Regions from separate parts of the Mus musculus genome. Here region 2 is linked to region 1. The links are chromatin contacts, called in public promoter capture Hi-C maps. All regions are on one chromosome and are shown on one strand. The core of a region is the stretch at or near the end of the contact, and the rest is flanking DNA. Distances in the headings are between cores, read along the strand shown.

What was found. Promoter capture Hi-C pulls out the DNA fragments that hold promoters and counts their contacts.
Region 2: a contact with region 1 is called in a promoter capture Hi-C map of second pharyngeal arch cranial neural crest, with 2.6 times the contacts expected there. The contact joins the enhancer-like site here to the promoter of A930003O13Rik in region 1. A contact is called at or near these places in 11 of 39 promoter capture datasets (the 3T3-L1 cell line, 3T3-L1-derived adipocytes, cranial neural crest and 6 more), 1 of 484 Hi-C or Micro-C datasets (cortical neurons), 3 of 115 datasets of contacts at active chromatin or transcription factors (VIP interneurons, embryonic forebrain and forebrain) and 2 of 9 other capture datasets (adipose tissue and liver).

What each region holds. Positions count from the first base shown.
Region 1 is chr5:22,744,388-22,748,643 of GRCm38.p6, reverse strand. A930003O13Rik (RIKEN cDNA A930003O13 gene) reads left to right here and starts at 1,760. Exons shown (of 3, transcript NR_027362.1): 1 at 1,760-3,059. It overlaps Lhfpl3 (lipoma HMGIC fusion partner-like 3), which reads right to left and starts at 2,590. Exons shown (of 3, transcript NM_029990.2): 1 at 2,019-2,590. The coding sequence starts at 2,451.
Region 2 is chr5:22,927,148-22,931,403 of GRCm38.p6, reverse strand. The region is part of intron 1 of Lhfpl3 (lipoma HMGIC fusion partner-like 3); the gene reads right to left. It also overlaps the pseudogene Gm6564. Among named protein-coding and RNA genes, the nearest start is that of A930003O13Rik, 180 kb to the right of the region's middle. Within about 2 kb of position 2,438, at least 2 of the 459 cell types and tissues checked have an H3K27ac peak or open chromatin away from gene starts, as enhancers often do. A contact at or near this core is called in second pharyngeal arch cranial neural crest, where this site is marked.

The sequences.
Region 1 (4,256 bases), core at 511-3,010:
AAAGCAAGAGGCCACACTGTAAGATCTGAAGTTTATGCTACTTCAAAAGTGATCATTTCCCCCAAAGGTAGTTTTCTTTATTTTTATTTAAAAAATACATTTTTAGAATATAAATCTTCATTAAAATAAAAGAATCAACTATGTGCTTTTGGAGAAATATTCACAAACAACTCTCAGACCTTTGAGAAATAATCTAACTCGAATCACCAGTCTAAATAGGTCATTTAACTGAGAAGAATTAAAATTAGCAGTGTAGGGTCAAGTGTTTCCCTGAAACATATGCAGCCTGCCTGTCCTATTCTCTTCAAAGTCAAATCAGAGGAAAGTACCATGAAGAAGCGCAATGAAGAAGTCTACCGAACATCTCAGTTATTCTGCTTCTGAAATGTCAACAAAATTAATGAGAGTAAAAAGGCACAGAGCAGGGGATAAATTCGAGCTGGGGAGGGCAGAGTGACCACAGGAAATAAGCTCTTTCTGTGCAGCAGGATGACAGGATGCTCGTCCCTGCGTCTCACACACAAACTTTCACAGTAAATGCAAATGCAATGCAGCAAGACAAACCTCAAACAAGCACTTCAGTCCATGCTAAGCTTCACTTCTTCGATGAAACTAACAAGAACAAGAACCTTTCCTGATACAGATACAGAGCCTGAGATCCCAGCACTAGAAGGCTGAGGTGAGTGCACCAGGAGTTTGAGGCCAGCCTCTGCTGCACAAAGGGACCCGGCATCCCAGAATAACAGGAACTTTAGCTTGTCCCAACATCTTTCAGCATTTCCTCATCTTACACATTCTGATAAGCTCAGTAATGAAATCTCTCTTCTCCCAGAAGCCTTCAAAACATTATAGAATAAACATTCCCTTAAGTCTAAGATACTTAAATACTGATGATAATAATAAGTCATAAATAAAGATGTTTAACTGCTGGAGACATTCAAGATCCCTCCATTCCAAAGGGCTTCATCAATGTGTCGAAAAACAAGGACCCTTGACTTTAGACTGGAAGGCAGGAGAGGAGACAGAACAGAAGTGCAGTAAGCACGGGTGTTGTTTCCGGACTCTTCAAAGCCACCAGAGAAGGCACTCCACATTCTTTCTTAATTGAAAGTAACTTTGATGCTGGCGGATGTGGGGAAGGGAGTCCTATCATAGCCTCAGCTGGCAACAGTACACTGAACAGAGGGAAGATCACTGGTGCTAGTGAAGCCAGTTTTCTCCTCGCCTGCTTTCCTAACACCCCTTCCCCAAAATGAGGTCTTGAGAAATCCCCATTCTCCCAAGACGTCTCTGCCTGTTTAGAGATGAAATGGAAGGACCTTGGCTGACAAGGAGACGCTGGAGGTGTGGCATCGAGGAACTGCTAAGGAACACTCTACGCTACATTTTTTTTTTTCTTTTTAAGAAAACCGGGGGAGGGAGGGGTGCCTAAACAAAATTAGGATTTACTCATCACCAGATGGATGATAAAATATTTATGGTTGCCAAAGACAAATTTACACGCCCCCCCCCCTTCCTCCCAACACTCACACACCCTGAAGCAAAGGCGGAAATAATCCAGGGAAGGGCAGAACAGGTTGGCTTGCTCTAAATCCTCTTTTCACCCGCTTGTACCAGACTCCCCTAGTCCCCAGCTCACGCACATAAACACACACACACACACACACACACACACACACACACACACACACACGGAGCCCAGCCTCTAAGTGGCCACTTCTCCGCCCCACTACCCCATCATTAGTTCTGAGCGGACTCTGCCCAACAACTGCTCAGCCTCCAAGGCGTCCCTATGGGTGGCGTCCCTAGCATCCAAGAGGTTCGGAAACGCCTGGGGACCTGGCGCCAGTGCCAAGGTTGAGGAACCTGGGGGTTCCTCCTTCCACGCCTTCAACCTGAGAGAGGATTAAGTTGTCCCGGACTGGCAGAGCTCAGGAAGCGGTCCCTCCCACTCCAGCCTCTCTGGAGCTCGGACACCCAGGGGTCCCCTGCCTCCGTGGAGGTGAGCGCGCACTCACCGGAGGTGAGCTGCATCCAAGCACAGATCTTGTACACGGTGGCTGTGTTGCAGAAGAAGAAGAGGGTAAAGCAAACGATGCAGGCGATGATGAGCATCATGGAGAGGCCGATGAAGAAGGAGGCGGCTTTGAAGGCGCCCGAGGGCAGCGTGGAGAAGTCCGTGAAGCTACCCCTGCAGGTCAGCTCCCGGGAGAAGCCGTTGCCGATGCAGTAGTGGAAGAGCCCGAAATAGCCGGCTTGCGGGGTGTCCACGCCGTCGCCGATCCAGTAGGGCTGGATGAAGCACACCACATTGACGATGGCAAAGCAGATGGTGAAGATGGCCCACAGCACGCCGATGGCCCGCGAGTTCCGCACATAGTTGGTGTGGTACAGCTTGGCAGCCTCCTGAGCCGGGAGCATCGCGGCGGCGGCGGCGGCGGCTCCGGGCATTCTCCCCCTCCTCCTCCTCCTCCCGGTCCTCCGCCTCCCCCCGCCTCTCGGCGCGCAGGAGACACACTCGCCGAGCGAGCGGCGTGCGTTGCAATTCCCCTGCCTCCGCCTCAGCCCAGCAGCACCAGTTCTAGAGTCTGCACCCTCGCTCCCGGAAGGAGGGAGGGGGAGCGTGGAGCACCCCTCCGGCTCGCCAGGCACAGCCTCCCGCCCCCCTCTTCCCTCCCTCCTGGACCCGGCTCCAGCCCTGCTTTGCACCCTCCACTCCTCTGCTCGTTGCTGCAGCTGCTGCAGCTGAAGCCTGCGAGCCCTCACGCCCCCTTACTCTTCATCTCGCCTTTGACCCTCTTTCCTGTAGGCTCTGCTGGTGCCCCAGGTCACAGAGGATCGCGGCTACCAGGAGATGCTTCTTAAGTGCCAGGAGCAAGAGAAGCAGACGTGGAGTTATAAGAGCGCGCCCAGAGGAATCCTAGAGGCACTCCCTGGATCCTGGAGGATGTGCTGCTGGCCAAGAGGCTGATCCTGAGCTTTTCATCACCGCACAGGAACGTGCTTTGACCTCTGCATCTCTGCAGGGAAAAAAAGAGGCAGCCTTATGGCAGGTGTAGGTGAGAAAGGAAGAGAGATGTGGTTCCCGGGGAGGTATCCCTGTTAAAACCACAGAATTGCCCCAAGCTAACTCTTAGGTGACCTCAGGTTGGCAGATGGAGACAGGAGAAGTTGGGCAGAAGTCTGTCACACAATAATGTAGAAGTCACGCCTGGAGGGTGATCCTCTATTGTTTCTCGTCCCACTTTTCCACTATGCAACCAAATGAACTATGGCAAATGGAAACCCCAAGCTTCGCTTGAAGTCAAACCTTTTCTCTCCCACGCGGCTTGCAATAGATGGGGCCTGCATGCACAGAAGTAGTTATCACAGAATTTTAGAGTTTGTTTGAAAACATCGGATAATTTGGCAGGTGTTTCATTTATTGCACAAATACTCATTGGCAGCTAGCATGTGCTAAAGATAAAGAGGGATAAAGATAAATGGGATGAGTGCCTTAACAGTGGAAGTATTTCCACCTCTCCCACAACCAAAAGCTCCAGTTAACCCGAGAATTGGTTTTAGTGTAATTTCCCCGGATCGTCTGCAAACAATCTCTTGCACAATTAATGTGTACTTTACACTGTCCCCTTCTCTCATTTACTTTCTCCATTCTTGATACTGCCCTTTTTTACAGCCCTTTCAAAATGAGTTGCTCATTGCTATCTCTATTTTTTTTTTCCTGTGGTCGGTTACTATCTGGTTCCTTCTGAACCGTATAGCAAACCGACAATGCTCAATTGCAGGAATAGATTTTGGTACAAATAATCTTAAACTCCACAATGTAATGCTGCATTCTTTGAGCAGATGAAAGAATGCGCCCATAGACTCATCCAGAAGTCTGTACTATGTAAATTACCCTTCAGTAAAATTGGGCCCAACGTGTAAATGATGGAGATTAATTATGCTCTTGATCTGATACCCTGAGGATTTGCAATTATGGGGGTGGGGGAGTAAAGAGAGGGGGTTTAGGATTAGGGACACAGAGGCAATGAAGGACCTTCTGCTGCAACTATGAACGATTTGAGGTGCAAGTGTTAGAATTACACAGGAGCGTTTCCTCTGCATCCAGCTGCGGAATTACAGTTCAAGATCCGTGAGGCTGAGTTTGGAAAAGAGGACATCGTTAGACAGATCAGGGAATGTGGTTGCTGAGGTAAGCCAGAATTGCTATCAAGTGTAGCTATAACCTTTCAGAAAGCCTTTAAAATATCAAA
Region 2 (4,256 bases), core at 1,189-3,688, 180 kb before region 1:
CCCTGTATTCCTGAAGGCTTCAATAGTTCTCTCCTATACCCTACCAAATCGTGTTCAATAATAAATCTCGCATCAAGTTCACTTAAAAAAAAAGAAGGAGTTATAGACACAAAGCCCCACCCCTAAATGAGAAGCTATTTGCAATTGATAGCTGCTGGGAAAGGAAAATCAGTTTTCTCCAATTGACTGTCACTGGACATATAAATCACATTGCATGTCAGACCCTATGTCTAGTAGTAGTTGGTCAATGCAAAATGAACTCCACATTGAGAGAGAGAGAGAGAGAGAGAGTGTGTGTGTGTGTGTGTGTTTTATTTTGCATAAAGCAAGAAAAACCATGACGTTGTTATTGGGTAGGCAGGTAGGTAAGAACTCAGAGTGGTTGGGAGAGGGGAAAGGATATGATCAATATTTGCTCTGTGAAAAAATATTTTATAAGAAAATAATAGCAAACACATTTGCTGTGTACCAACCGACTGACTGCCATGTGTAATGGCTAAAGATGCCGTGATAATAGTCTACACTAAGATGCTTTCCTGATGTTATTTGACAATGCGTTGATACTTTATTCAACATGTAGTGTGTGCATTCAAAGTAAAGGTGCACAGTCACAAAGAAAATGAAAGGCAGGTTCTTCAAAACTGGGCTCTGGCTTTTATACTTTAGCTCTGCAGATTTGGGCAAACCTTATCCCTACATGTCAGCATATCTTTAGCATGTTGAGACCTTCAAGTTAGGCTTTCTGTGGTGCCTGCCTGTTGTGGAGGGGCCTGATGCTGTTCTTGTGAACCAATCCCCTAATGAATAAAGGAGCCAATCACTGGGTGAGTAGGCAGGACTGCTGGGTTGGACAGCGGAAGAGAGGAAGCAGGAGAGAGTAATGGCCTTCTTTTGGACAAGGATAGCATGAAGACAAGATGTAGCTACAAGTGTCTCCAGGTTTCAATGGTGGATCCATCAGGATTCACCACTGGAGGATTTAGATTTAATAAGGCTTACAATATTAGGATTTTAGTTGCTCCACCCAGCGATTGAGTTATTGTTGTTTCTGAACTAAGTTTGTGTTGCATTTTCCTTCATGCAGGGGCTTGGGACTCATCCAGGTTCAAGAGAGAAAGGTACTGCAGCAAAGCGTGGGTTTGCCTAAGGTGCACTACCAAGGCTGTGGGGGATGTGAAGCACGGGGCTGGTGTGGTAGTGACTGCCAGTGGGAACCTAGTGAGCTGGGAGGAGATTGTAAAGTTCTGGGACAGAGTCTCCACGAGATAAAAATAGGTCGGCCATTGTTGTCCAGTGCATGGCCAGCCAGGCTGCTGGGGCAGAGAGTTGATGGCACAAGCGTGGGAACATGCTGGTTCGTTTTTTGAATATTTCCTGCAACATGTGCTAAGTACAAGCTTCTCTAAAGCCTCCTTAGCGCTCACACTGTTCAGATCCACAAAGCTGATGAAAAGTGGAAAGGGCTGTTTTTATTTAAAATATTAGAATTGATTAAATAGTTGTCACTCAGGCCTTGTACTTCAAGTCATTAACATGATAATATGCTATGTACTGACTTTGTGGAAGAACTCATCATTCATTTCAATTGTACTGGAAGCCCAAGTTTAGAGTTTCATTTTTCCTAGCAAGTCTCTGGAGGAACTCTTCTGGGCCATCCTTTGCTCTGATCTGTTGTGGTGGTTGGACAGTCTCCCTAACTACCCTTGGCTTCAGAACACAATTACCTATCTAAAGAGAGACTTAATGGAGAGGAACTATTTATTAATAAACAGAACTATGTTTAAGTTGTCCTAGATAGATTTCTACAACTTCTTTCATCCATTTGGCTAGAGACCACCATGGGAAGAATGCTACATCTGAAGCATTCTTCTACAAGCTGGTCCCTGATGAAGTACATCTGTGCATGATACTTAGAGCCATCTGAGCTACAGAAAGTAGGGAATCAACAATTTGTTAGTTGGGTAAAAATGACATAAATATCATGGGTTTCCATGCTCTACCCTTTGCAGTCATCAGAGCAGGTACTAGTTAAGGATTTATATATAGCATAAGGATCCGAGTTACGGGTCATAGGCAGGCTTGCTCTATTTCAACACATGTGCTCCAGAGAGGGGCAAAGTACCAGGAATATCAAACTATTAAGGTATAAAACCAAATAACTGAGTGGGAGGAATTGACATATAAACAGGAGAAAGATCAAAAGCAAGGTTTGGCAGAAGAATATCTTATTTATAAATAGCCTGAAGATTATACCAATAACCTCATTTTCTGAAGCCCTCCATGGGAGACAGAAGTGTCAGAAAGAGCAGGAAATGTGAAAAGAAGCTGGAAGCATTTAGAAATAATTACTGTTAACTGGAAATGTCACTCTCCCCCATATCCCCAAGTCTCTTTTTAGATTAGCAAGCAGCAGTGGCCAGATGGAAGCTGTGTGTTGAAATGCCTCCTGTGACAAGAGCTAACCATTTGCAGGCGCTGAGCTTCCTTGAACAGATGGATTGCCTATTTCTTGGGTTAAAGATCAGCCAGGCTCGTTAAAGAAACTGCAAGGGTTTACTGGTTAGAATTCCTTCACATTGAGAGTGACAGGTGCCTCTTATGCTACCTAAGAAAAGATTAAGGTGGAATGAGGAGATTAGTTACTGCTTCTGATACACAAAGACTATGGGGAAGGATAGGAGGAGGACAAAGTCACTGGAACTTTGTGCTGTCGCCTGTTACTGACATGCTTTGCCATTTTTGTCATGTTTTACAATAAATATGATGTCTTGAATTTTGTACATGTAGGAAATACAAGCTTAATTTATAAATATTTTGAGTTAGGCAACCTATATCTGTAGCCAGTGAGCAAAGGCAGGGACATCTTATCATCCCTGTGAATGTATTAAATGACAAGAGAGGGTCTGAGGCCGAAGCATGGGGAGTCAGGAGTCAGAAGCTACACTTGCTGGTGCCTTAGTGAGATCCAATGCCAGAACACTGGGGCAGCAGCATCCTGACAGAACTATCACTTAATTAATATTGGAAAAGAGTCAATCATTATCTTGTTCTATAGAACAACTCGTTGTAATGGTCTGGGAAAACTGTATTTAGAAAACCTTTTAAATGTCTCTGGAGATGAAATATTATGTCTTAAAGTGGAGGTAGAATGCTCCAAGGATATGGGTTGGATTAAACATTTAAAGAATATAGAAATGAGCCAAAGAGCCTTTTCATCCTTGATTTTTACATATTTGGATAATAGACATTTTATCAAATGGTTATAAAGCTTCAATTTTGATTCTCTACTTCTTTTCATTTGTATTATTTCTTTGAAATCTTTGTACAATGTGCTTTGATTACATTTACCCCTCCCCCAGCTTCTCCCAGAACCTCTCTTCTATCTGATTTTTTTGTCCCTTCTGATTTTAAGTACATCAAGTCCAACTTGTGCGGCTCATACATTCTTAGATGTGTGGCCGTCTACTGGAGTGCAGTCAATGTACCAGGGAATGTGTTCTTAGAAGAAAACAGACTCTCTTTCTCCCAGGAGCTGTGGATTAGCAATAGCTCCTTGGACAGGAATGGGTCTACTTATTTCCCCCTTGCTCGGATTTTGTCTGGCTTGAGACAATACAGGCCTGTGTGTGGTGTCACAGTCTGTGAGTTCACAAGTGTGGCTCCCCGGCCATGTGTACAAGACACAGTTTCCTTGTAGTCATCCACTGCCTCTGCCTCTTACACTCTCTCTGTTTTCTCTTCTTCAATGATCCCTGAGTCTTGGGGGGAGGGAGTACTCCACACACTTAGGGGTAAGTACTCTACAGTCTCGTATTTTCTGCCATTTGACCACTTGTGTTCTGTGTTAACTGCCATCTACTACAAACAGAAGGTCCTCTGATGAGAATTGGTGCATGAATTAATCTAGAGGTACATTAATTTATAAGTCCTAGGGGTTGGTTTAATTTGATTTCTTTGTCAAGGGTCTATAGTCAATGTTCTAAATTTAGAAATCTTTAATGCGTACTGTTTACTTCAATGCTTTATTCCACAGAGAAAAAAAGCACATCTTTTTCTCATGATATGCACTTGGGTTCATGCTTTAGATACATGTGCAGAGAGCCTGAGCAACAAAAGGAGGGGATGTCCTACTTCATTTTGTGGCAGAGCAGTCCTATGCACTTGAGTGGCTGCACAAGTGGCCAGGGCATGAGCTAATGCTGCAGTTTTCTCTTTCCCAGGATGTAACCATTCTCTCCTCTGCCTTTCCATGCTCC